Regions from separate parts of the Mus musculus genome. Here all the other regions are linked to region 1. A link is a contact called in public Hi-C, HiChIP or PLAC-seq and Micro-C data. All regions are on one chromosome and are shown on one strand. Each heading gives the region's core, a stretch centred on a gene start, on an enhancer-like site or on the middle of the called end of the contact. The rest is flanking DNA. Distances are from core to core; before and after follow the strand shown. Region 1 holds the start of Nr3c2 (nuclear receptor subfamily 3, group C, member 2). Region 2 has its middle 16 kb from the start of Gm39199. Region 3 overlaps Arhgap10 (Rho GTPase activating protein 10). Region 4 overlaps Arhgap10 (Rho GTPase activating protein 10). Region 5 has its middle 69 kb from the start of Gm39199. Region 6 overlaps Arhgap10 (Rho GTPase activating protein 10). Region 7 has its middle 140 kb from the start of Gm39199.

Region 1 (3,381 bases), core at 532-3,031:
GTATACAAATCTCTCTAGAGCTCAGAATTATGTATATATATGCATAAATTAAATTAAATATATTATGTATAATATATTTCCTTAAATACTATTAGCACAAAGGAAACAGTTTAAAACTTTGTTTCATAGTCTGTTAAATTGCCCTATTCCATAACAAAGTAGTTTCTTTTTTTCCCCCCAGGAATTATTAGAGATTCTTGGGAATTTGTATCTTTTCTGGAAACTTTCACTTTTAATGCTGCTCAAAACATATCTGCTTCTTAATGGCATCTTCCCCCTTCTCCCCAGTTATGTTACTGTCCTGGAGTGGTACAGTAGAGACCCATCCTTGAGGGCTGCTTTAGAAGGCAGATAACTTCAGGAAACTAGTTTGAGTTGCTCTGCTCTTCAAGACTGTTACCTTCCCCTCTTATAGATGAAGGATAAACCTGCCAAGGTCACCTAAGAGAGTGGGAGAACCAGTTAGAGCCAAGCACACATGAGTTCTGCTCACTGGCTTGACCCAATGAGCCGCATCAGCTTGCTCTCTCTCTCTCTCTCTCTCTCTCTCTCTCTCTCTCTCTCTCTCTCTCTCTCTCTCTCCTCTCACCTGCCCTCTTCCTTTAAGGAAAAAGCTTTCCATAAAAGAAAAAGCTTTGCTTTAGCTTTAGTCTCTCCTAAACTCCCGAAAGTATTTCATGACACAAATGGTAGGTAGCATGCCATGATGTCAAACGTGGAATTAAAGCTCCAAGGGAGGACTACATAGATGGAGAATGCTGTTATCACTACTATGTAAATATCACCAATAACAGTACCTACAGAGTGAAGACCCGCGATGTTAAGATGCAGCTTGGTGTCTTTAAAACTCAGCGGCTTTAATAACTCTTCTGCTAGCAAAAGTTTTCCGAACTACGATATGATAAATAAATAAAGCAGATGGTATGATGAAGCATTATGATTTAAACCTCGTCTTTTAAAAATTCAGCAGGAAAAGTCATGTACCTAAAACCCATCTGGAAAAGGATGCCACCCAAAGTAGCTTCATCCCTTGTCTGTCCCTGTCCTAAGAATCCCCTAGAGTTTCCCCAAATATAAAGGAACTGGGAACGCAAGATTTTCCAGACCTCGTTCATACAAGATCTATGGTGATCTAGCTCCTTCAACTGCCCTTATCGGCTACACCTCCCACTCAGACTGGGGAGCTTCCGCAATTGATAGATGAAAGAAACATTATTCAAACGTCCTTTAAAATTTGCAAGAGCCAAACGATCTGAAATTCATTTTTGGGGAAAGGGGAGGGTGGTAGACCGCCCACTGCCAAAGGCGGTTAAAAGCCGCTCTTTAGAGGGCATTTATCCAAAGTGGCCAAACTTTCCCAAAATAGTCCTCAGCCAGCCGGGGGTGGGGGGGGGTGGGGGTGGGGAGGGTGTGGGGGATGAAAAACCAAAACAAAACAACAAGCACACAGAACCATACTGACTGTGCCTCCGGATTACGCAGCGGCTTCTCCCTGCAAAGTGCAAGCCACCCTTGCCACAGTCGCACACCGGGCTGGACCAGAGACGCCCCACTGCGCACCCCTACACACCTGCCTTGGCCAGGGTCGTCCTCTCGCCGTCTACCTGTTGCAGTGCTTGCCACCTCCACGACACCCCTGCTGCGGAGCCCCCCTACATCCAACCACATCCAGGCCAGCAAGTGCCGCTCTCCCTGCAGCGGGAGAGCCCAAGACAGCAGCGCTTGGCGCCCAGGTGACTTGCACAAGCTTCCTCTGAGCAGCCTGAAGTTGGCTCTCTTCTCCCGGGCCCAATGACACCCCGGGTGCGCAGGAGCTGAGGGGAGGGGTCAGGGGCAGGGCCGGGGCGGGCCAAGAGGAGGGGGCGGGCGAAAGCCCCGAGGGGGGAGTGGAAAGCCGGCCCTTTTAAACCGGGTCACATGTCCAGAAAGTTCAGGTCGCTGTCCCGCCCGCTGGAGCCATTTCCATTGGCCAAGGGGGAAACAAGGCTCCACGCTGTGCGGGCCAGGCGCGCTTCTCATTGGGCAACAGGGGCTGTCAGTCACCAGGCGGGCGACATGACTGATACAAAGTTGCTGCGACACAGCCTGGACTCCGCAGCTTCCTTAAAGCCGCAGAGGCGGCGAGTTCTCCTGGTTCCCGGAGGTGGCCCCGACCGGGCAACCCCTGCACACGCTACCCTTTAGCCCACTCTGCTCCTTCGCCCCAAACTTCTCACCTACACAACTGTCGCCCCCCCCCCACCCTCCCTGGCGACCACAGCAATCTGGAGAGAAGGGGAAAGCATGGTGACGCTAGAGCAGCCTAGATGGTGAGCCCTTGCTCTCTCCACCTGCAGCGCCAGGTGAGCCACAGCGGTGCACACCCGGCGCCTCCCACAGCGTCCTCAGGCCTAGGACTGCTCGGGTGGGTGTCCCCGGGACCCCTGAAGCTCTGCTCCCGCCCCCTCCCGTTCTCAGAGTTACCTTCCCGCCGAGCAGCCTTAATCTCCGCTGTCGGAGAGACAGAGGATCTCGTTCCCACTCGATTTCAGTTTCCTTGTGTTAACCACGCAGGAAAAGCGGGTGCTTTCAGTGCAGCCAAACCCCTTTAAACACAGCCTTCCTTCCACCCCACCCCCTGCCAAAAAAAAAAAAAAAAGTGCCAGGGTCAAGAGCTGAGGCGCCTGATAATTTTGTTACTGTACTTATACTACTTTAGTCCTGGATTTTTCCACTAGTTCAATATGCAAGAAAGCTTACTATCTCGAGGATATTCACTTTATAATGTGTGAAAGGGGTGCACATAATTGGGGCAGGTATACTGGATGAGGGGAGACACTAAAACTATTTTTTAAGGATCGTTTGTCTGCGCGAAGAAATTTCGACCCCTTTCCTTCGCCCAACCCTGATTTCCCTCCCATCCACCCAAGCACTGCACTTGCTAAGCCGAAAGATGGACTCCTTAACTTTAATTTCTAAGGACTTTTAGACTGGTTTGAGGCTCGTCTTTGGACTCCCCTGCTGGCTGGGAGTCAGCACCAGTGATATACACACCTAAATCTGGTCCCCTGGCCCTTGGCGACCCGCAGGCCGCCGGCGGCAGCTGTGCAGCTTCAGGCTCACCCTCACTCGCCAGGAGCTGAAGCCCCAGAAGGAGGAGGGCATCTTGTGCCCAAAGGCCCCTCCTTTCCTTACAGTTAGTTAAACCTCAGGATCCCGGATCCCAAGCCCAAGGAGACTGGAAGTCTCAGTCACTCCAGCAGGACACTCCCCAGAGGCAAAAGAAACTGCAGCGGAGACGACAAGCTGGTTGGGACTCCAGTGCCCATCAGTCGCCAGCGTAGAGCTGGCCCTGGAGCCCCTACACACATGAATCCCCCGCCGAGTGTCCCAACTTTCCCG
Region 2 (3,381 bases), core at 367-2,866, 470 kb after region 1:
GCTTAAAAGGAGTCCCAGAGCTCATAGAAACATCTCTGGGATGTGCATATCTCTTCTCTCTCTCTCTCTCTCTCTCTCTCTCTCTCTCTCTCTCTCTCTCTCTCTCTCTCTCTCTCTCTCCAAGACACCCCCTCCGCCCGTATAAAGGTGAAGAGCTTTAGATACTACTAGGACATAGAGTTAAACTCTAGAAGGGTCACTTGTTTGTCAAATGTTTCACTTGTTTGTCAAATGATCATGTGTGCATACATAGAGAATATTCACACCTGCAGAGAGAGAATAGATAGTTTTTGAAAGTCAAGATCAGAATGATAAAACTTAATGAAAGAGTTCAACTTTCGGTGGAACCTCAAATCACTTTCATTCCTCCATGATGTTGATTAAAGTCTGCATGAGATCCTTGATTTTGGACTCTGGAAAGCTACCTTGGTTGGGGCAAGTGTCTCTTTACAACAGCAGCCAGACCGTGGACACATAAAATTCTCTACCTGAAGATACTCTTCATATGCTGTCTTTTGTGAATGAAACAGCATTTATCTATTTGTCTAGCTGCAAGATGATTTATCTATAGAAAGAAAGTTTCCCAAGTGAGACAGATTCTGTACTTATTAAGAAGAAATCTTTTATTTTTCCTGAATTTTCTATTTTTTATTATCAGTACCAATATAGAAAAATGTATAAGGATAGAAACATTAATATACAAAATAAAAGAAATGTTGGCATTAAGACCTTGTTAATGTTTGTATTTTAGACTCTTAACAGGTACCTCTAACAGGTGGCACATGATGGGAGGAAGTTAGATCATTTGAGTTGTGACCTTGAAGAAGAAAGCAGGACCCTGTTCTTTTTTGTTCTTTTTCATGTCTAAGAAGATTAGACTTCATTTGCCCCATTTCATCATGGTGAATTGTTTCCCTACTAAGCAATGAGGCTAGTTGGCTTTAGATGGGAACCTTCATGATAGTATTTCTCCTTTTAAAGTTAATTTACCTTAAGTGTTTGTCATAATAAGACTCCTCTGATGAAAATGAAGTAAATTATTATGTACACTGATAAAAAGAACTGCTCCCTTTCAAGAATATTGGCCATCTGTAAAGTTAGCTAGAGGTTCAAGAATTTTCTCTGACAACTTTCTGTGACTAACATCCAAGAGGTCCTGTTGTCTGTGACTATGTCCCTCTTTTTAATCTCTGCTCTTGCCCTGCTGGATTGGCTGTGTATTTCCTAACTGAAGATAAATGAATTCGGTGTTGGTGCCAGTACAGAAAGGACTTTTTGATTAGAAAGATATTTCTATGATGATCAATGGCCCATCTAAATTGAATAATGACTAGAAGAGAGTGCAAAGGACAAGGACTCCCCATCTGCTTGCTTACTTTTGTCTGATTATTTTTGAAAGTCTTTGAGTTAGATCCAAGAACTTCCTAAAAATGAATATATATATATATATATATATATATATATTGCACCAACTATATATATGGTTGGTTCATTTTAACTGCTAGTATTAGACTCACAGAAGGAGTCTTAATCTACACTCCACACTCCTGTCTACTGTGCAGCCCTGTGCTTTATGACTGACAGTCCCTACCCTGTACTGAGAAACCATCTGTCTCCACAGCTCGCCCACACCAGGATGGAGTTATTGTCAATGTGGCAGCCAGGACTGTAGCAACAGGCACCAGTGCCAGACAACGCAGGTGGTTGGGCTCATTGAGAGTCACCAACAAGACTAAGAGAAGAGCAGCAGTTGATTAGTGGGGTGAAATGCATGGAAAGGCATCATGAGCTATCCCAGTCTGATGACGCCTTATTCAAGTGGACAATGAACCCTAGAATGGATTCATCAGTGCTAATTCATAGAGATTACAACAGTGTAGTTTGAGACTGTAGTTACTGAAAGCATTCTATGAGATGTGACACCATGCGCTTAATTCCATAATTCCATCTCCATAAAAACCCCATGAATAAGGCATTATTATTATACTTATTTATAGAGAGGGAAGGTAAAATTAGTTCTTGAACAGAGTTTACCCAGAAAGTGAAAGATAAGTCAGAATGTATCCCAGAAACTTAACTCCAGCTTCCACATTGTTTACCAGCAGATTTCAAAGCTTTTCTTGTCCTGCTCTCAGTGTTCTTATGGTCTTTCTTTATATCTAACCCTAGGATTTTTATTATACTTATAAAAAAGACAAAGCAACACTCAATATTTTCTTCCAAAGTGACTCCTTAAAAAATCACTAGATTCCCTCAGTTCTATTCATTTCATTTACCCACAAATCTCATTTTTCCTTACAGGTGAATGAAATTATATTATCCACTCATCTGTTGATACACACTAGGATTCTTTAATTTCCTAGCTGTTGTGAAGAGAACACATAGATAAGCAAACATCTTTGAAATCAGATACAGTCCTTTGGGTATATGCTCTGGCTTGGTATAGCTCGGTTACATGATAGGCCTACTTCTAACATTTTGAGGAGACTCCACACTGATTCCCACATTGACTGCACAAGTTTAAAATCAGACCAACAGTAAATAGAGATTTCTTTTATCTCATAATCTCACAAGCGTCTGCTCATTTGAATTTTTTTATAATAGATGCCCTTTGATAATTAATAATAGCCATTCTGACTGCAATTAAATTGGTTTTAATTTGTATTTCTCTGAAGCTAATGATGTTAAACACTTTTAAGGGTGTTTATTGGTAATTAACGCTTCTTGTTTTGCAATCTCTCTATTCAGTTTCCGATTCCATTTTATTTGGGTTGTTTATTGTTTTTATGTTTAGTTTTTAGAGTTCTTTGCGTATTCTAGATATTAATCTTCTGTTGAATCTACAGCTGACAAATATAAATGCATACAAATACAAATCTTTAACTCTGTAGGCTGCCTTATCACTCAATTGGTTATTTCTTTGGCTGTACTTTTTAACTATGTAAGGTTCCATTTGTCAACTGTTGGCATTAACTCCAGAGCTACAAGAGTTCCATTCAAAAGTTCTTGTACCGCAAAAGATCCTGGTTAACACAAACAATCTCAGTCAAAAAAACAAAAAACAAAACAAGCAAACAAACAAACAAAACAAAACAAGCAAACAAAGTCAATGCTGGAGTGATTGAATTCCAGACCTACAGATACACTACAGAGCAATAGAAACAAAAATAATACTGTTTTGTCACAAAACAGACATGTAAATCAATGGGAAAAAGATCAAAGATCCAAGCACAAACACATGTGACTTCACCCACTTAATATTTACCAACAAAGCCCTAAACACATGACAGTAAATAAAAGGAAGCTCCTTTAACAAATAATGCTAGAAAAACTGGATATTTACATGCAGAAATATGAACTCAGACCCATGTCTATCATCTT
Region 3 (3,381 bases), core at 286-2,785, 470 kb before region 1:
CAGAGGTAGCTTTTAATAAACTGCCTGCTGCATTTGAGACTCAGATTAGAGGTGGTAAGCTTTGCTGTATGTGCAGAGATCCCAGCTTAGGTCTCGTGTTTGCCTTGTGCCTTCTCCAACTCGTGCTGGGTTGGGAAGTAGGCATGGGATGTTGGCTAGGCGTGTGGGTCTTCGTTCCTGTCACGAGCCAGACTGCCTCTTTCCCGTGTGCAGTTACTTGTTGGTTTGGGCGGAGAATGTCAAGAAGGAATAGCATGTGCCAGCGAGGACCCCCACACCACATATACAAAGATGGCACAAATTGGACTCAGTGGGCATGCGTGTGGGACATGCGTAAGGGGTGTAGAGCAGACCTGGGAGGTGTGGGGTGAGCGTGACCCGGATGTTTTCCATGCATGTATAGAGTTGTCACAGAACTAGTAAGTGCATTGTAAAAGTGAGAGTGTAAAAATCAAGTTTACCCCGAGGACGGGAGGTAGCAGAGATGCTACCCACGGATGTTAGTTGTCGGTAATGCTTTGTTTTACACGGGAACTGGGAAATCTGAACTCACAACCGTATGCTTACAGCATAAGTTCGCTTACTAAACCATCTCCCCAGCTCTTGTCTGTAGTGTTACTTTCCTCTATGCTAATTATCTGGTCAAAAGACAGAAAACGTTGGACATATTACAGGTGAACGGGAATTCTGTATTTTCTCACTCTATGCATTGCATTCATTCATTTATTTTGTTCCTTGGTGTGTATGTGTAAGTCACAGGACAGCTTGTGAGTTATGCCTTACCGCCATGTGCGTAAGGTCTGGTAGCTGAAGTCAGGTTGTTGGGCTTCCTGGCCGTGTGCCTTTAACCACTGGACCATCCTACTGGCTGGGAGAGACACATTTTCCATGAGTCATTTCTATTAAATAAATGTTGATTCGCATCCTAGCATGTGCTGTTATTTTATAAATGTGGGCCATGACCAGCATGTCTTTCATGTATAATAATATAGCTAGCTACTTTGGAATTAGGTTTAAAATTTATAGCACAGTTAAAAACTAAACAAGTGCTTGACTTTTCTCTTTGTTAGTGTCTGCTTGTTTGTTATATAATGTAACCGCATCTCCTTCCCTGCATCGGAAGTCCCACCTCTCCTTAGTTCCGCCCCTCTTAGTTCTAATATCCTTTGTGTTTTCCTGATCCTTCCTGTTTGACATCTGAGGGAAGGAGGAGATGTACCTGTCGGTCCGCACGAAGTCGACTGGTCCTCTGAGGGGAAGTGAGGCTGATTATAGGAAAGACAGAAAGAAAGCTCAAGAGACAGCTATGGGAGGGCTGCGCGGGTCATTACCATGCCAGCCCCAAATGTATTTATCATAGTCTTCTTATGCTACAGTACCCTGGAAAGCAAAGCCACAGCTAACAGAAACAATGCTGGTGGAAATGTACACAAGACAGTTGTTCTCACCCAAAAAAGCCTTCCAAGGCCAATAGAATCTCCAGCCCTCAGCCTCGAGCCTCCCGTGCACCCCTTCTCATTGTTCCTTGCCTCAGCAGGCTGGGAAATCTGCCAACAGACCCTGACCTGCCTTGACTGTGCCTGGCAGGCAGACTTTCTCTCTCTTTTTCTCTACTTCAGAGAAATGGCAAATGCCTGTCCAGGAGATCTTCATCTTCCAAGTCTGGTTCTTTTCTCTGGCCTACCCATTTTTCCTGAAGATGGCAAAGTCTTATTCTTTATTCCTGAGTAGAGCTCTGTATGCGAGCTTGATCCTGTAGACACCATTTTCGGGGCTTCTTTATTGAGGTCTTATACCTACCAGCCTTCCAACCTGTTCCTCTCTAAACCCTTCCAACCCCCAACACTAGGAATCAAAGCTTTTATCTGTACCGTGCTCTATTAATTCACTCCCGAGTCCCTCACACCCCTCTTTCCTATTCCCCCGCCCCCCCCCCCCTCAGGATTGTGAATTCACTGCCTCCTGTTCATCATCGCTCACCAGTTTAGTGCACAGCCACTCCAGTCTTTGCTGGTTTCTGGGTGGTTCTGCCATCCACTTTCATGCATCTTTTCCTTGGTCCCAGGTGCCCTTGCTTTGCTTCCCCTTCCCTCCTTTGTCTGCATGAGCCAGTGGGTGCAGCCAGTGTTAGTAGCTTCACAAATGTTCCCTGGAGCCAAGTGGACTCTGCCCGAGCAGCAGCTTCCCTCGAATGATGAGAAGAGACTGTAAACAGGTGACACGAAGATGGGCATCCCTGTGTGATAGCACGTGGCAGAGCAGACTGTGGGACAGTCGTGCTATGTGGGACATATTGGATTTCAGCACACCTGCTGTCCTCAGAGGCTGCAGCTCTAGGCCTCTGTGGAGGTCCGGCCATGATTACTTTATGTCTTTGATGAAGAGAAGGGAAATGTTTGTGTGTATAACCACTGTGGAAATGACAATTTTTAACTTAGAAAATTACTACTGTGCACTAGTGAGCATTCATGTCCGGGAAAATGAACGATAGTTTGTATACTTTAACTTTTTTAGCTTAGATTTCTGTTTTGCCCTAATCTTTAGAAGTTTGGTTTAATTTCAAGACATACATATTTGTGCCCATTGTTTGTATACAAGCTACCACGAAAATAGAACAGAAGACACAATTAAATGAGTATTTTTCTTGGTGAGCTATATACTGGGGAGGAGAAACCCATGGTAAAGTATAGGTCTGCATTTGTTTAAAGACTTAAGATGCCACACATCTGGGGGTTTAGATTTTTTTTAAGTTGAAAGGGAACGTGCAATACATAATTGTCTAGTATGACCGGGTGTGGTGGCGCACACCTTTAATCCCAGCACTTGGGAGGCAGAGGCAGGTGGATTTCTGAGTTTGAGGCCAGCCTGGTCTACAAAGTGAGTTCCAGGACAGCCAGGGCTATACAGAGAAACCCTGCCTCGAAAAAACAAAAAACAAAACAAACAAACAAAAATTGACTAGTATGTGCTTCTTTGGATTGGCAAGGTGGGAACACTGATTTTTAACACAGTGAAAATAGAGTTGAAGTTCTTCATTGAGTGAAGGAAATAAGGAATTGACCTGGAACCAGGCCAGCTCCTCAGCCTTGGTTTCAGGAATTGTGACTTAACAGTGTGGCTTGTTTAAAAATATATGAAACAACAAATTGGAAGGAATTAATTGTGAGTTATGTTAAAAAATAAAAACAAGAACAGAAAGCAAAAAAAAAAAAAAAACAGGCAGAGTTCTGTGAGATGGTATGAGAAAATTGAGTTTTTTTCTGGATTAGGCTTGAATGGGAACTCATTTTGCTCTTTGCCTTGGGAAGCCGGAGTCCTACAGGGCACATGTTTAGTGAACAGTCATGGCACATGGGAAGGTTGGAGCGTGAGGTGATCAGT
Region 4 (3,381 bases), core at 653-3,152, 440 kb before region 1:
TCCCCTTGGTCAAGAGAGGGCTTTTTAGCTCAGAGAAATAAAAAAGCAAATGGAAGTAACACGGACCGGGGACCTGCTGGTCACCCTTCTGTGGTGATAAAATACCTGGGAAGTTAACTTAGAAGGACCAGGGGCTTATTTTGGTTCATGACTTCAGTGGTTTCTAGGAAGCACGATTAGTGTTTGGGGCCCTGCCAAAGCATGGTAAATCATGGTGATGCTGTGTGGGAGTGGAGGCTGGAAAGAAAGAGACAGGAAGGCACATTTCTATGTCACGAGGATTCACTCTCATGGGCCAGCATTGCTGGCCTAGAAGGCTGCATCCCCTTTGCCTCCGGTTAGAGCGGCAGGGCTTCAGTCTGGAGCATGGGCAAAGATTGGCTTCAGGTTTTAGAGGATCTTGCACCCAGCTTCAGACCTGAGTGTGGCTGTGTCTGGTGTGTAGTCTGCCCCATGATGGTGCGTGTTGGGAATGCGGCCGACTGGTTGGGGTCCCTCAGGGCAGTGTGTGTGAGAGGGTGGGTTTGTGCCCAGTGCCCATTGCTCAGCACTTACATTCCTCAGGACTAAGTTTCTTCCTGTTAAGAAAAGCAAAGACGGGTGCTCAGGATTGAGCAAGGCAAACTTTTACCCTTAACGACACATTAACAGTCTAACCAAAAAGCAACTTTGGTTGGGGCAAAGTTTTTATTAGCCTTTTTGGACCTCTCCTAGTTAAAAGTTTATAATTCTGCCCCTCTTCTTGTCCTAAGAATTTCAGCTTGTTACCTGTACTGCCAAATCTGGGCACTAGGGGAAGAATTTCTGGATTAAAGTCTTCTCTTAGGTGACTGTTGTGTTGTTCAGTACTCTGCAACCCAGGCAAAATGTGTCTTTTAAAAATAGAGTCTTTCAAGGAGTCCTAGATGGCCCCACTTCTGTCAGGTATAGTCCGTGGCCTTGCTAGCTCCCTGTGGCTGCCTGTAATGCAGGGAATGTGAGGACCGGAAAGATACATGGTCATTCATATGTGTGCTAAAAACGATGTAAAGATTGTAATACATGCTAAGCCTGTAGCAGGTCCTGGGACGAAGCAGAGATACTGGCAGGCCTGGTTGGGAAGTAGGTGACAACCATGTCCGGGGCTGACTCCTGCAACTCTTACCCGGCCTGCTGCACTTGTAGCGTGTTTTCTTAGGTGTTGACTGTTTCTGCTGGACCATTGAGCACAGTGGTACGTAATGTATGTCTATGCTTTCCATCCACAGGGAGTGACTGCTGATGGATTAATGCATCTGGCTCACCCGTTGGGCCGTGGGGCAGTGGGAAAGACACAGCAGACAGACATTCCCTTAGAGCCAGCTGTGAGCACAGCTCTTCCTGGGTCCTTGTACTGGCTACTTGTTGGAGCAGTTTGGCCACACATAAATTTACATTTATTCTGACAAGTTAAACCTCATACCCGATCTGTCAATTATACTGATAAGGTAAAGACAGTTTGTTTGAGGCAGTGAGTCTTACTTTTTTGGTAGCATCTGGGGGTGAACTTATGCCTTCATTTATGGTCCTGCCACACTTCCATTGAGCCTCAGCATGTACTGAGTCACCAGGGAAGATGGCTACTGTTCACATTCAGAAAAATACATCATTAGACTACCATCTCCTGAATGTGACAGTAGCTTAACTATTTTATATTCAGTCTTAATTAGGGGAACTCGAGTGCAGTTCATCCATGAGAACTGGGCTTAGGGTCTTGCTCTTGGGTAAGAGGGACTCCAAGCCCTGCTTCCAGGGAAATGACCACGTGGTGTTTTTACAGGAAAATGGTGATGGCTTCCTGAGTTGATCGGTTCATAGAGATTTCTGAATAGCCCTGGTGAGCCAGTCCTTGTGTCCAGGCAGAAGAGGGCAGCCGTGCACTCCACTCTTAGAGGTGCATTGTTTTAGAGCCAAGTTTGTGGTTTTTCTCTGCCCCTCTGTGGCTGGACACAGCCTAACTAGATGAAAAGTGCTGAGATTTCTTGTGTGTGTGTTTAGTTGAAACAGTTACATCACTTTCCCAGCTCTCTTTCTTTCTCCAGCCTCTGCCAGCTCCCCTTCCAGTGTCATCTGGCCATACAGATAGGATCTGTGATGGAGGCGTATCTCTTGTGGCTTGGCTCTCTATGATCCCTTGGTCCCTTCCTTGTGTCCAGTTGTCGCGTTCTGTGACAGTCTCCATATGCTGTAAAGAGAGGGCTTCTTTGGTGAGGGTTTGGTCATCACACTTATCCAGAAAGGTGGAGAGAGGAGGTGGGCTGGCTCTGTATGCAAGGCTTGAGGCTGAGGTGTGGAATAATATGACTGAGCTGAGGGGCAGCTTGCTTTCATTTGCAGTTCCTTACTTCCTGGCTTCCTCCGACTTCCCTTGTGTATTTCAAAGTTCGTATTTTTTATTTTTATTTTTTTTCCTGAGAAGTTAACAGGGCTGCGTGGCCTACATGGGGCCTGCTTTAAGGAAGAATAAATCTGCTGACAAAGGTGTTTGTGAGTGGATGTTTGTGTCCATATTAGCCACATGCCTCCATTGGACTGGAAAGTAGTGAGGGACAGAGGGATTTTTTTTTTTTTTTGATAGACATTTCAGAATAAGAAGCAAAGAGGAGAGCGAGGCCAGGAGGGGTTAAAAGGTTTGTGAGGGAGGAAAGCACCGTCAGTGCCCAGCCTAAGGGGAGTGTGCAAGAGCTCCGTGAGTGAGTGAGGACAGTGCCTGCCCGTGAGTACAGAGCACTGGACAGGAGGCGTGGCTGTGATTGAAGGGCTGCCTTATTCTCTTGGTGCTTATTTTCCTTCCCCAAGGGAATGTGAGTGCAGGAGCATCCCCAAAGCAGAGAGCAAGCCCTTCTATTGAAGCAGAAGCTCTCCAGCTGCACCTCGGAGTGAGGAGGAGACGAAGTTCCTCTGCGTCGGAGGCCATGATTTCCCTGCCCTTTGCTGCTGCTGCTTATAAAATCCATATGTACTTGCTAGGAAACTCGCTCCATATGTCTTGCTTTCTTTTGCACACTAAACATTAAGATGTTGTTTTTAAACAGAATATTCCTGGGCCAAAAGCATTATCAGGGTGGTGTGTGTTATTTTCCTTTTTTTGCAAGACAGAAAATTGTTTTTCCATTGTAGAATGGGTACTCTGTACCTCCCACAGATTTTTCCAGCTGCGGTTATATCTGTGGCTTTGTGACTTTTATGTACTTATTATACATTAATTCAGAGCACTGTTTGCCGAGTGCCTGTTGTGAGTTAGCTGTATGTGATTGGGGGAAACTAAACATGAGAGTTCTGTTATGGGAAAGGAAAACTCGAGATAAGATACAGTGTGGGAAATGGAGAGCATGCCAAGGGCTCCATGGGAAGACTGTGTCC
Region 5 (3,381 bases), core at 371-2,870, 390 kb after region 1:
AGAAAGAAAAGAAAGGAAAAGGGAAAAAAGAAAGTGAAGAAACCTTATGTCAACTTAAATGTAAATCCAGTATGTGAAAAAATGAAGAATAAGTCCTTCACTAGACCACATATCAGCAAACCTGTCTTTCCTGTGTCATCTACCAGCCTCTGCTTGCTATCTTTCTAAAACAACAGAGAGTTTAGCAGTGCCAAGAGAGATTAGCACATGAAAGGGAAAGAGAAAGAGGACAGAGACAGAGACAGTCAAAGAGAGAGAGACAGAGAGAGATTCACCTTTTGAAATCTACACTTCTGTGAGAAGTTCAGGGTTTACATTTAAATAAAATCTCTTTAAATAACCAAGTTCTGGAATCTTGCTCATGTTAATTATATATCCTTATATGTAAATTTTGTACAACCCCTCATCTTTGAACCTGAAATCTATATTTATATCTTTCTTTTATCATTTATCATGTATTTATCTCATTCTCCATAGTTGCTCAAAGGCAATTTGGTGGTATTCCAGCCATTCCTTTAGAACCTTCTCTCAAGATCTCAAAACATTTCAAGGCCAGATGCTTTTCTCTTATTTGGGGTTTCAGAGCTTTTTTGCCAATATTTTTCTTCTAACAAGCTAAGAATCATATTGACTGGAAAATTGGAAATTGAATTATTCTATTATATTTTTATGAATTAATATGGTATTGTTAACACAATCAACATACCTCTTCCTTGAACATTCAGAATAAAATAAACAATATGTTATGAGTTCTGTGCTCACCTTATTAGTAGGAGCCTTCATATTACAGGTAATAATGATATTGATTTCATAGTTCTGTTGTGAAGATTCATAGGATAAGGCCCTGAAGGAACTTAGCATAGAGCTGGGCACACTGTAATTTCAGCTAAACTACCTTCAAATGGGATACATAAAGTTTAGGTATGAAGGGAACAGATGGTAAAAGGGAAACCTCTTACCTATGTTTCAGGAGACTAAGCTGTACCAGACCGTGTGCATTGACTGTGTTTGAGTGTCACTTGCTATAGTTGTTTAATACTCCTGAGAATTGATGACTAGTGCAACTTAGAGGAGCATAGTCATAAAAAGACAGAAAACCATCTCAATGTTTCCAGCTTTAGTTTTGTGTTTAGGAAACAGGAAATATTGGAAGCCTCCCTCTCCCTCTCCCTCTCCCTCTCCCTCTCCCTCTCCCTCTCCCTCTCCCTCTCCCTCTCCCTCTCCCTCTCCCTCTCCCTCTCCCTCTCCCTCTCCCTCTACCTCTCCCTCTACCTCTACCTCTCCCTCCCCCCCCCTCTGTGTGTGTGTGTGTGTGTGTGTGTGTGTGTGTTGGTTTGTTTTTGTATGCTTGACTCAAGCTAGTGTCAAGAGGGAACCCTAATTGAGAAAATCCATCTACAGGACTGGGCTGTAGGCAAGCCTGTGGGGTTATTTTGATTCATGATTGGTGTGGGAGAGCCCAGCCTTCCATACTTGGTACCATCCACAGGTTTGAGATCCAGGGTGCTATAAGAAAGCATGATGAACAAGGTTTGGAGAGCAAGGCAGTAAATTGTGTACCTGATCCTTCTTGCACTTGTTTCGGTTCCTGCCTCCAGATCGCTGCCTTGAGTTTCAGTCCTGACTTCCTCAGAGCTGTAAGCCAAATGAATCACATAGCCTGTGGTTAGAACATTTTATCACAGCAGCAGAGAGCAAACTTCTAAGACCCCTCTTTCTCTTCCTTTCTTTTCCCTTCCTTCCTTCCTTCCTTCCTTCCTTCCTTCCTTCCTTCCTTCCTTCCTTCCTTCCTTCCTTCCCTCCTCTCTCTCTCTCTCTCTCTCTCTCTCTCTCTCTCTCTCTCTCTCTCTCTCTCTCTCTTTCTCTCTCCCTCCCTCTCTCTCTGTGTGTGTCTCACTCTCTCTTCTCTGCCAAGTGTTACCTCAAATGCCCTTTGCTCTGATTGCTGTTTCTAGCACTACCCTCTGAGCATTTATTTCCTCTCCCATTTATCCCCTCCCTTTGTAAACATGAATTGCGAATCTGAGTTTGTAGCTAAATGGACTCTCTCCTTGTTGAGAAAATATTAAGATCCATTGATTTCTCTGGTCTGAGGTCAACTGTAGAATACTGTACTAAAGGCCATGCTGTGTAAATTGTCCCTCCCCAGATATGTCCAACTAAGAGTGAAACAGCTTAACATTGAGAGTAGACAGCATGGTATCTTTCTAGTTTCAGATGATTGGTATAGTTTTGCCATAATCATACATGAACAAAGATGCTTCAGGATACTTTGTTATTGCAAATATTGAAAGCCAGATATAATAAATACATTGTTATATCCATAAGATAAAATACTAAATACTCACTAACATGAATAAGTAAATTTGTGTAGCTACATAAATGTTTCCACAACCAATTGTTAAGTTGAAAAAGAACACTGGGAAGTATTAATAAAGCCTGATCCTGTGTTTGTGTACACAAACAGTCATGTGTGTAAACAACAAAGGTAGGTCTTCATGTCTAGAAACTAAACTGCTGACAGGGCTAATCCAAGAACATTGTAAATCAAGGTCAAAGGAGGATAGAAACATTCACTTTAACATTCTTGTGCAAGATTTGTATGTTTAACAGCAAGAATCCTTATGATAATTAACAGTAAAATCCATCAAATAAAAGCTGATTTTTCTCTTTACTTACATTACTTGCCACTTATTCATTGATTGATTTAAAAGATATTTCAAATATTATTGACTTAGGCTTAAAAATAAGAACATGTTCCCATTCATAATTCTGGAATCTAATAATAAAAATGAGCTAATGATCTTGGCATTATAGACACGACTAACATATAAACTTTATAGTTTAAAACCAAATTTTATCAATTTACATTATGCTAAACTCATCTTAAGAATAAAGGAAGACATTTATATTATGCAATTTCTGCCTTTCAAGCCTTACATGGATATTTGTGTGAAAAGAAATAGCCAAGAGAACAATAAAATAGCCAAAAAGACTATGGATACAAAATAACTGAATATTTGAATTAAGAGTGGGATGGTCCACTACCCAGCATATCTGCATTATGTTCTCCCATGCTTTGTACATTTTAATTATGCTGGCCATGGAATGGCTAAGGACATTGTGTGTGTGTGTGTGTGTGTGTGTGTGTGTGTGTCTGTATGTGTGTGCATTTGTGCTCATGTGAGTGTATATGCTTGTGTGAGTGTGTGCATGTGTCTGTCTGTGTGTAGTGTATACACATGAAAGAGGAAGACAATGCTTAAAGTGAGAAGGATAAATTGAAGATGAAGGAAAGGAAGGCTGTGACAAGGGGAGTTGAGATAACTGGAGGCAGATGTGAGAGCACAGAGGGACACAGGATGGTCTAGTTGCTTGTCT
Region 6 (3,381 bases), core at 616-3,115, 380 kb before region 1:
GAAATGCACTTTCCTCTGGCACACCTTTCTATCTCAGTTTTAGTGGAACTGCGAGTCTCTTTTCTTCACCCTTCCTTGTCTTTACTGAGTTCTGCCGACTGCAGTGCCTGAAAGTCTCCTGGATTCAATCTCAGGATCACGTTGCTCCCTGCAATCCCTGCAGTGGCATCTTTGCAGCTGTAGGTGAATTCAGATGCCCTAGTGTGGTCCCATTTTTGTTTTTTGTTTTTTCTTTTTCTGCCTGGCCCCCACACTCTAGCCAAATCCAATGACTTAACAGCTCTGAAAGCTGCCAGGCTCTCACCTGCCTTTCAGCTCCGATGTTTCTCTTCAGAGCCTCCGAGTCTGGCAGTAATTTCTCCTTATTCTGTTGCATGTCTCCCACATGTCTTCCAGCCCTCCCACTGTCAGGTTTTAAAACTCGTTATTTCTGAGTCTCAGAGCTCCTTGAGAGAGTCCCATTATGCAAATGCCACCTTTTGCTCTGTTTATTATCAGCTGTCTCCCATGTTAAATGTGAGCACCTTTGGGCTGGGGACTGATGTTTTAACTGTTAAGTTTTGTCCATGATGTGCCTGGTGAGTAGTCAGAAGGGCAGGAAATTAGAGATATTTGTGGTCCGGAAGGGATGCATCAGATGGAGCAACTTCTAGCCAGTCTTCTGAGAATACATTGAAAATTTTAGATCCCTTATTCTCTGCTGAGTCTTGGAGGCTCGTTTCGTGTCCATGCTCTTTCTTGTAACAGAGGGCCCATCGCGTTTCCCCAAGTCTCTTGATTTTGTCTGGGCAACACACTGCTTGTAAAGAGTTACCAAGCCTGAGACATGGTTTCCACCCTCAAAACATCTATGATGGGAGTTGGGTGGCAGTCAAGGTTAGGCTGTGAAACCATTGTGTGGCAGCAAAATGCCAAACTGATGCTGCTTTCGTTGAGAGAGGAGAGTGTGCAAACAGGTGTTGGCGAGTATTTGGTGGAGGTCAGGTTTAGGTTGGGTGTTCCTGTTGCCTTGGTGACTGTTCAAAACAGAAGTTTGTTAGTATCATTTTTGTTCTTTCTATTCACAGGACACTTGAGAGTGGAGGGTTGCCTTACTAAAAGAAGTGAGAGGTGAAAATGATCAGAGCCAGGCTGGGGCTGGGACCCTGTGGTAGAGAGCTCGCATGGCATGTTCGGGACCCAGGTTCAGTTCATAGCAAATGAACAATAAGTTGTCTGCCCCTAGTTCTCAATTATAAATTAATCTTGTAAGAGGTAAAAGCTCAGGCTTTGGAAATCACTGAACACACTAGCTTAGGTGAGAACTTGATAACGTACCTACTTGCAAACACAATGATCTGACTCCATCCCAGAACACATATTGAAAGAACAACCTGGGCATGCTGGCATATGCTTGTAATTCCAGGACAGAACAAGCATAGACAGGTGGATCCCCTGGCTTCCTGGCCTTCCAGCATAGACTTTTTTGTGCAATTTCAGGCCCGTGAGAGATCCAGTCTCACCCAGTCTGAGAACACCTGCTGTGGGCCTCCATCTTCCACATACAAAAATATTGACAGGCCACACTACTAGGAGAAATTGTGAACAGAAGTTTGGGGAATGGCTATAAGCCTGACTATTGACGTACATGATGGTTGTGATTCAGGCTTTTCCTGTTTACAGTGATTTTTTGCCCAGTAGACAGACTCATTCCTGGACAGGACGGGGAGAGGGATGTTACGGGCTGGAAACATGGAGCGAGGTGTCTTCATTTGATCAGTCTGCAAACATTCCTTTCCACCCCTGTTATTCTCACCTGAGGGCTCAGATTGCCACTGTTTGGCAGACAGGAAGACAGTTCTCTTAATAGAATGTGGTTCAGCACGCTGAAAGACAGTTTGTGCTGTCAGTCTGCCTGGGGAAAGGATCAGAGGCGATGTAAATGAGCTTCTGTATCTGGTGGTAAAAACGCCCCAGGCATGCTTTTAAAGTAAGACCTCTGCTCTCAGGCTCCTCAAACCTGCTTCTCACCACAGCTGTTTCCCTGGTTGGAGGGAGTCAGGAGCAGGCTGGTCCCAGACCCTCCACAGCCACTTTTGCTGTGTTAGGCACTGCCCAGGTGGCAATGAATAACACTGGAGGAATGGCAGTCTAGGAATCCTTGGCTTCTGGAAGCCAGGAAACCCAACTGCTTGTGTCCCTCTCACTGCTCTGCACCAGGAGCTGTGGACCTGGGCTCTTGTAGCTGAGTTCACATTGGTAGCTGTCCTGAAGGCCAGCTGTGCTAAGGATACTTAACTTTGCTGTAGACAGAGCCCCGTCGAGAAGCCAATTAAGGGGTGAGGTGAGGAGTTTGGTGGACTTACAGTTTGAAGGGATACACACAGTCATCCTGGTGGCATGAAACACCAGGTGGTAGGAGCCCCTCTTAGGTTCAGGTGGGGGGAGCCCGCCTTAGATTCATTGTATCCCCCATCAGAAAGTAAAACCTCAAGATCAGGCCCCAGCCATCTGTTTCTTCCAGCAAGGCTCCCCCTCTTAAATGTTCCATAACCTTTCAAGACAGCTTCAAACACACAAACGTATCTGCAGGAGAAGGAACTTCACAAACAAGCCATAGAAACTCTCTCCTCCTCTTTCTGGTCTGTGTGTAGTCCAGGCGAGCTTGAACTCACTGTGTATGGAGCCCAGCTTGGATATCTACATGAATTCTCAGCCTCCAAGCACCTGGAGTGCTGATGTAGCTGTGCAGCACCACACCAGCCAAGTCCCTCTCAGCTCTGTAGAGTGGTGGTAGCTCAGGACACAAATGTGTGCTCGCTCGCTCCCTTGCAGAAGAGAACTGGAGTTGAGCTTGCTAAGCACAGGAAGCGCCAGTCCTTCTTTCAAAGGGAACTCCATTCGAAAAAGAATTGAAGCTGTGTTCTGTTGGTTTTGGTTCACTTGCCTCCAAGTTGGCCCTAATGTCCAGACTGAGTTTCTCCGGTTACATGTTTGTGCCGAAGGGCTATTGAAAAAGTGGCTTAGCTAAAAGTAAAAACAAGCAATATTCTAGGATTTGTGTGGATGGCAGGACAAGACTTTGCAAGGAGGTGCAGCCCAGGGAGAGGACCTGCTCAGTCTAGTGTGCCCCACTTTCTCTGCTTGGCTCTCTGATGGGTTCTCTCGGAGCTGTTTCCTTCAACTGGCCTTCTTGTTACACGATGCTACCAACTTCTGTAAACACACTGGAAATCCAATGTCTCCCCAGACACCTCTGTCCAGTCAGTTATTTCTGATGCTTACTGCCCTAATCTAGCTTTTCCTATCTCTTTCCTAAGACACACTCACTTAGCCTTAGCTCTGAGTCGGGTCAGGAGTCAGTAAGATTTATTTTCGTCATTCACTTTTCAAGACTTACGT
Region 7 (3,381 bases), core at 227-2,726, 320 kb after region 1:
GGCAATTTACAATAAAAAACTGCAGCTCAAACCTACAATTCCAGCACCTCAGAAGCTAAAGCAAGCAGATTGCTCTGACTTTGATGTCAGCCTAGGCTACATTGTGAATTCCAGGCCCTCCTGGAGTAGACTGAAATTCTATCATAATAATCCTATTCTCCAAAATTAGCAACTAAAATAAGGAATTAAATTCCAAGAAAGCAAGGAATGTCCATTTTGTTTTTTTTTTTTTTACTTTGATAAAATCTCAGAGTTTATAATTTTAAGTATTCAAAATATTAAGTGACTATATTCTTCCTCTCTTTCCCTCGGATCCCTTCTTCCCAACTCCCTTCCCCTTTTCTTCTCCACCCGTGTTTCCTTCTCGTTTCTTCCCCTCTCTATTGGCATTTGCTCATTTGATGACCACCCTAGTCTCATATTTACAGCTATTGCCATTAGCATGCTCCTAAACTTCATTAACTCTTGGAATATAAAATATATTTGGGGTATCTGTTCCTTTTGAGAGAAAGAGTATGGCAACATACAATATACCAATGTAAATAGTTTCTAATTATCAGATGAGTCTTATTCCTACTATCCAAACTCCTTTCAGCTTCTTACCAGCCTCTTGTCATTTGGATTATTTGAATGGTCTCTTAGTTGTCATTTGTCATTTAATGGGAACCTCTGCAAACCTGCTGCCACTTATTTACCAATCAAGTTATATTTTATACATGTAAATACTCTTCATTAATTTCATATAAAGGAAGACAATTATAAAATGATAACAATAGTGGGCTGTATAAGTGTGTTAAAGCTGGGAAGATCTTTACTGAATGAAATAGAATGTGGTGGCATGGGGTGGGGAAGCAGCTGCCTAGGTGTCCCCCTGAGAAATCACTTATCCTTTTCTTCAAAGTGAACTTCTGTTTTCTGTGTGAGGCAGGCTGACGATCATCTGAAGAACATAAATACACAATGTTCGGCTGCTTGAAAGATCCTTGGCAGTTGAATGAAAAGCTCTGTATTGCCATCAGAACATTTGAACGTTTTTGTTTGTTTGTTTGTTTGTTTGTTTTGTGTGTAAGAAAGTGGAAATGAAAGCAAAATTTATGCCTAGGATCATGATGCATCCCTGAAACTCTCTGATCCTCACTGGGCTCTAGCTCTGACTTGCTCAGCATCTTTTTACTGATAAAAATCTAAAAGCGAAATCCTTTCTAGACAGATTCATTTCCTGCTGATGGTCTGTGGCATATGAGTCTTGCAGACGATGGATCTGTTTTCTTGCAGGCAACAAAAAGGGAGAAATGTGTCCGGAATCTTTTACACTTGAGCCACACTCCTCACTGGCCTAAACTTCTGTACTAATTGATTTTCTAAACAAGACCTCAGCCAACCTTCAGAATGGCTGTTTCTGGAACAACAGAGACTGGCTAGCTAGGGATAACTGTGGCTTTTAACAGGCATGCCTTTGCTCCCTCCATGCCCTCATTCACCCCTTGTAGCAGTTACAAAAGAAACAGAGAAAATACATGCTTACTTTTTTAGACCAGGTTAGCACAAAGCCGTCACTAAAAAATTGGCAAGAGCAAGAGGCATTCCTAATAGGCTGGCCACTGTGACTTGGGACATTGTTCTGAGAAATTTGGTAATGCCTGCTTTGAACTGGAATATTTTCCTTTCCCCAGTGGCATTCCAGAAGCCTTGCTGACTCTTCTGATTATAAATCCCCAGTCTTCCCATCATAACCTCAGTGCTCTAACCAACCCTTTGCAATTTATGACCACCCTGAAGCATTCAGCTTGTTAATTGTGTCATTTGTTCAACACGTAAAAATTTCTAACAGTTGTGACCAAAATAAAAATGTTATTTAATAAATAAATGTGTGAATGGCCAGGGAAATCTTACAAGTGTCTTACTTAAAATCCCAGAGTTTCAGAGCTGGAAACAAAGCTAGTGATCATGCATTCTACGCTTCTGTTTTAAAGGTGAGGAACCTGAGGCAAAGGCAGATGAGCTGGTCATATCTGGCTTTTTTTTTTCTTCTTTTTTTGGTTTTTCGAGACAGGGTTTCTCTGTGCAGCCCTGGCTGTCCTGGCACTCACTTTGTAGACCAGGCTGGCCTTGAAACTCAGAAATCCGCCTGCCTCTGCCTCCCGAGTGCTGGGATTAAAGGTGTGCGCCACCACGCCCAGGTCATATCTGGCTTTCTTGTAGAATCCGCTGCTGTTTTAGTCTATATTCAGTTGCTGCAGTAAGTTGGATACTGGGTCATTTATAAAGCCTGGAATTTTATTTGGTTTAAAGTTTTAGAAGCCAGAAAATTCAATGTTTGTGGTATCTGCTGATCTTCCAGGGAGATCAGCTCACGCTATATCATAACACAATAATGCTGGTTAGTTTTTGTCAATGCTACACGAACTAGAGACACCTGGGAGAAAGAACCACAGTTGAGGAATTGCCTCCTTCAGATTGGACTGTGCAAATATCTGTTAGGTATTTTCTTGATTAATGATTGATTTAGGATGGCCTAGACAGTGGTGGGCAGTGCTATCTCAGGGCAGGTAGCCCTGGGACACATAGGAAAGCAAGCTGACCAAGTCATGGGGAGCAAGCTAATAAGCAGCAGCTGAGAGGCAAACGGCAGCAAAGGTAATGGACATCCCATGGCAAGGCAGAACAATTATACCAGGGCAGTTCCTTTTAAAGCAAGGCCATCCCTGAAACAATACTCTGATCCACTGGACAGGGAATGGGTGAGTATGTGACAGTATCACTCTCTAAAAGTTCTACCCCCAACACTGACATATGAGTTTAGAAATTAATATTTTAAGAATAAGGATGGAAAGGGTCATATTTCCTTAGTCACCATCAAATATAAGCTACCAAGTGCTGCTCTCATGCAAGAGATTTAGGGTTTTAATCAGTATGTTTGAACTCATGGAATTACTGTCAAGAAGTCTAAGTATGCTATGATAGTCTGAATTTAAAAACACTTTTTGTACAGAAAATTATCAGATAAAAGTAACTCTAAAAAACATACTTAGAGGACCACTCTGGGAAGAGCATATAGACAAAAATTTGAGGATGAAGTCATTTAACTTTTTGACTGAGACACTGGTGTATTGTCAACACAGTTGATAGCAAGTTGGGAAAAGAATATTTTATAGTATCATTCTATCAAAAGCAGGTGCTGCGGCAAATGGATGACTGGAATTGATGTTATGAGCTACGGTATCTCCTGAGAAGCCAACAGATGCATTAGGATTTACACTTCCCTATGACTGACTCTTGCACTAACTTCTAGTTACTGGGTTTGTAACTTTTAAAAACTCTGATCCTGAACATTTACACTGCCTCAGGAGATCAAGGAATGCCTGTTACCTGGCAAATTTA

Evidence for each region. Hi-C and Micro-C count contacts between places; a contact is called where the count stands out from the background. HiChIP or PLAC-seq counts read pairs in DNA pulled down with a chosen protein or histone mark.
Region 2: a contact with region 1 is called in an H3K27ac HiChIP or PLAC-seq map of VIP interneurons, with 4 times the contacts expected there. The contact joins the enhancer-like site here to the promoter of Nr3c2 in region 1. A contact is called at or near these places in 6 of 39 promoter capture datasets (the 3T3-L1 cell line, 3T3-L1-derived adipocytes, hippocampal neurons and 1 more) and 3 of 115 datasets of contacts at active chromatin or transcription factors (VIP interneurons, forebrain and neural tube).
Region 3: a contact with region 1 is called in an H3K4me3 HiChIP or PLAC-seq map of stem cell-derived neural progenitor cells, with 4 times the contacts expected there. The contact joins the enhancer-like site here to the promoter of Nr3c2 in region 1. A contact is called at or near these places in 8 of 39 promoter capture datasets (the 3T3-L1 cell line, cranial neural crest, embryonic stem cells and 5 more), 1 of 484 Hi-C or Micro-C datasets (nephron progenitors) and 7 of 115 datasets of contacts at active chromatin or transcription factors (astrocytes, embryonic forebrain, embryonic limb bud and 4 more).
Region 4: a contact with region 1 is called in a Micro-C map of muscle stem cells, with 8 times the contacts expected there. The contact joins the enhancer-like site here to the promoter of Nr3c2 in region 1. A contact is called at or near these places in 10 of 39 promoter capture datasets (the 3T3-L1 cell line, the C10 cell line, cranial neural crest and 5 more), 6 of 484 Hi-C or Micro-C datasets (cumulus cells, muscle stem cells, myocytes and 2 more) and 10 of 115 datasets of contacts at active chromatin or transcription factors (astrocytes, craniofacial prominence, embryonic hindbrain and 5 more).
Region 5: a FOXA1 HiChIP or PLAC-seq map of pancreatic cancer cells shows a contact between it and region 1. The contact joins the enhancer-like site here to the promoter of Nr3c2 in region 1. A contact is called at or near these places in 5 of 39 promoter capture datasets (the 3T3-L1 cell line, hippocampal neurons and liver), 2 of 115 datasets of contacts at active chromatin or transcription factors (forebrain and pancreatic cancer cells) and 1 of 9 other capture datasets (adipose tissue).
Region 6: an H3K4me3 HiChIP or PLAC-seq map of the SCID.adh cell line shows a contact between it and region 1, with 14 read pairs. The contact joins the enhancer-like site here to the promoter of Nr3c2 in region 1. A contact is called at or near these places in 5 of 39 promoter capture datasets (the 3T3-L1 cell line, hippocampal neurons, liver and 1 more), 3 of 484 Hi-C or Micro-C datasets (cerebral cortex, frontal cortex and pre-pro-B cells) and 6 of 115 datasets of contacts at active chromatin or transcription factors (the SCID.adh cell line, astrocytes, embryonic forebrain and 3 more).
Region 7: a contact with region 1 is called in a Hi-C map of muscle stem cells, with 2.0 times the contacts expected there. The contact joins the enhancer-like site here to the promoter of Nr3c2 in region 1. A contact is called at or near these places in 3 of 39 promoter capture datasets (the 3T3-L1 cell line, hippocampal neurons and neural stem cells) and 1 of 484 Hi-C or Micro-C datasets (muscle stem cells).

The regions. Positions count from the first base shown.
Region 1 is chr8:76,900,730-76,904,110 of GRCm38.p6, reverse strand. It overlaps Nr3c2 (nuclear receptor subfamily 3, group C, member 2), which reads right to left and starts at 1,781. Exons shown (of 9, transcript NM_001083906.2): 1 at 1,571-1,781.
Region 2 is chr8:76,428,281-76,431,661 of GRCm38.p6, reverse strand. No RefSeq gene overlaps it. Among named protein-coding and RNA genes, the nearest start is that of Gm39199, 16 kb to the left of the region's middle. Within about 2 kb of position 1,616, at least 6 of the 459 cell types and tissues checked have an H3K27ac peak or open chromatin away from gene starts, as enhancers often do. A contact at or near this core is called in VIP interneurons, where this site is marked.
Region 3 is chr8:77,368,660-77,372,040 of GRCm38.p6, reverse strand. The region is part of intron 13 of Arhgap10 (Rho GTPase activating protein 10); the gene reads left to right. Among named protein-coding and RNA genes, the nearest start is that of 0610038B21Rik, 150 kb to the left of the region's middle. Within about 2 kb of position 1,535, at least 9 of the 459 cell types and tissues checked have an H3K27ac peak or open chromatin away from gene starts, as enhancers often do. A contact at or near this core is called in stem cell-derived neural progenitor cells, where this site is marked.
Region 4 is chr8:77,340,937-77,344,317 of GRCm38.p6, reverse strand. The region is part of intron 18 of Arhgap10 (Rho GTPase activating protein 10); the gene reads left to right. Among named protein-coding and RNA genes, the nearest start is that of 0610038B21Rik, 170 kb to the left of the region's middle. Within about 2 kb of position 1,902, at least 35 of the 459 cell types and tissues checked have an H3K27ac peak or open chromatin away from gene starts, as enhancers often do. A contact at or near this core is called in craniofacial prominence, muscle stem cells and uterus, where this site is marked.
Region 5 is chr8:76,512,985-76,516,365 of GRCm38.p6, reverse strand. No RefSeq gene overlaps it. Among named protein-coding and RNA genes, the nearest start is that of Gm39199, 69 kb to the right of the region's middle. Within about 2 kb of position 1,620, at least 3 of the 459 cell types and tissues checked have an H3K27ac peak or open chromatin away from gene starts, as enhancers often do. A contact at or near this core is called in pancreatic cancer cells, where this site is marked.
Region 6 is chr8:77,278,770-77,282,150 of GRCm38.p6, reverse strand. All of the region lies in intron 19 of Arhgap10 (Rho GTPase activating protein 10), which reads left to right. Among named protein-coding and RNA genes, the nearest start is that of Gm24838, 130 kb to the right of the region's middle. Within about 2 kb of position 1,865, at least 34 of the 459 cell types and tissues checked have an H3K27ac peak or open chromatin away from gene starts, as enhancers often do. A contact at or near this core is called in the SCID.adh cell line, where this site is marked.
Region 7 is chr8:76,584,531-76,587,911 of GRCm38.p6, reverse strand. No RefSeq gene overlaps it. Among named protein-coding and RNA genes, the nearest start is that of Gm39199, 140 kb to the right of the region's middle. Within about 2 kb of position 1,476, at least 2 of the 459 cell types and tissues checked have an H3K27ac peak or open chromatin away from gene starts, as enhancers often do. A contact at or near this core is called in muscle stem cells, where this site is marked.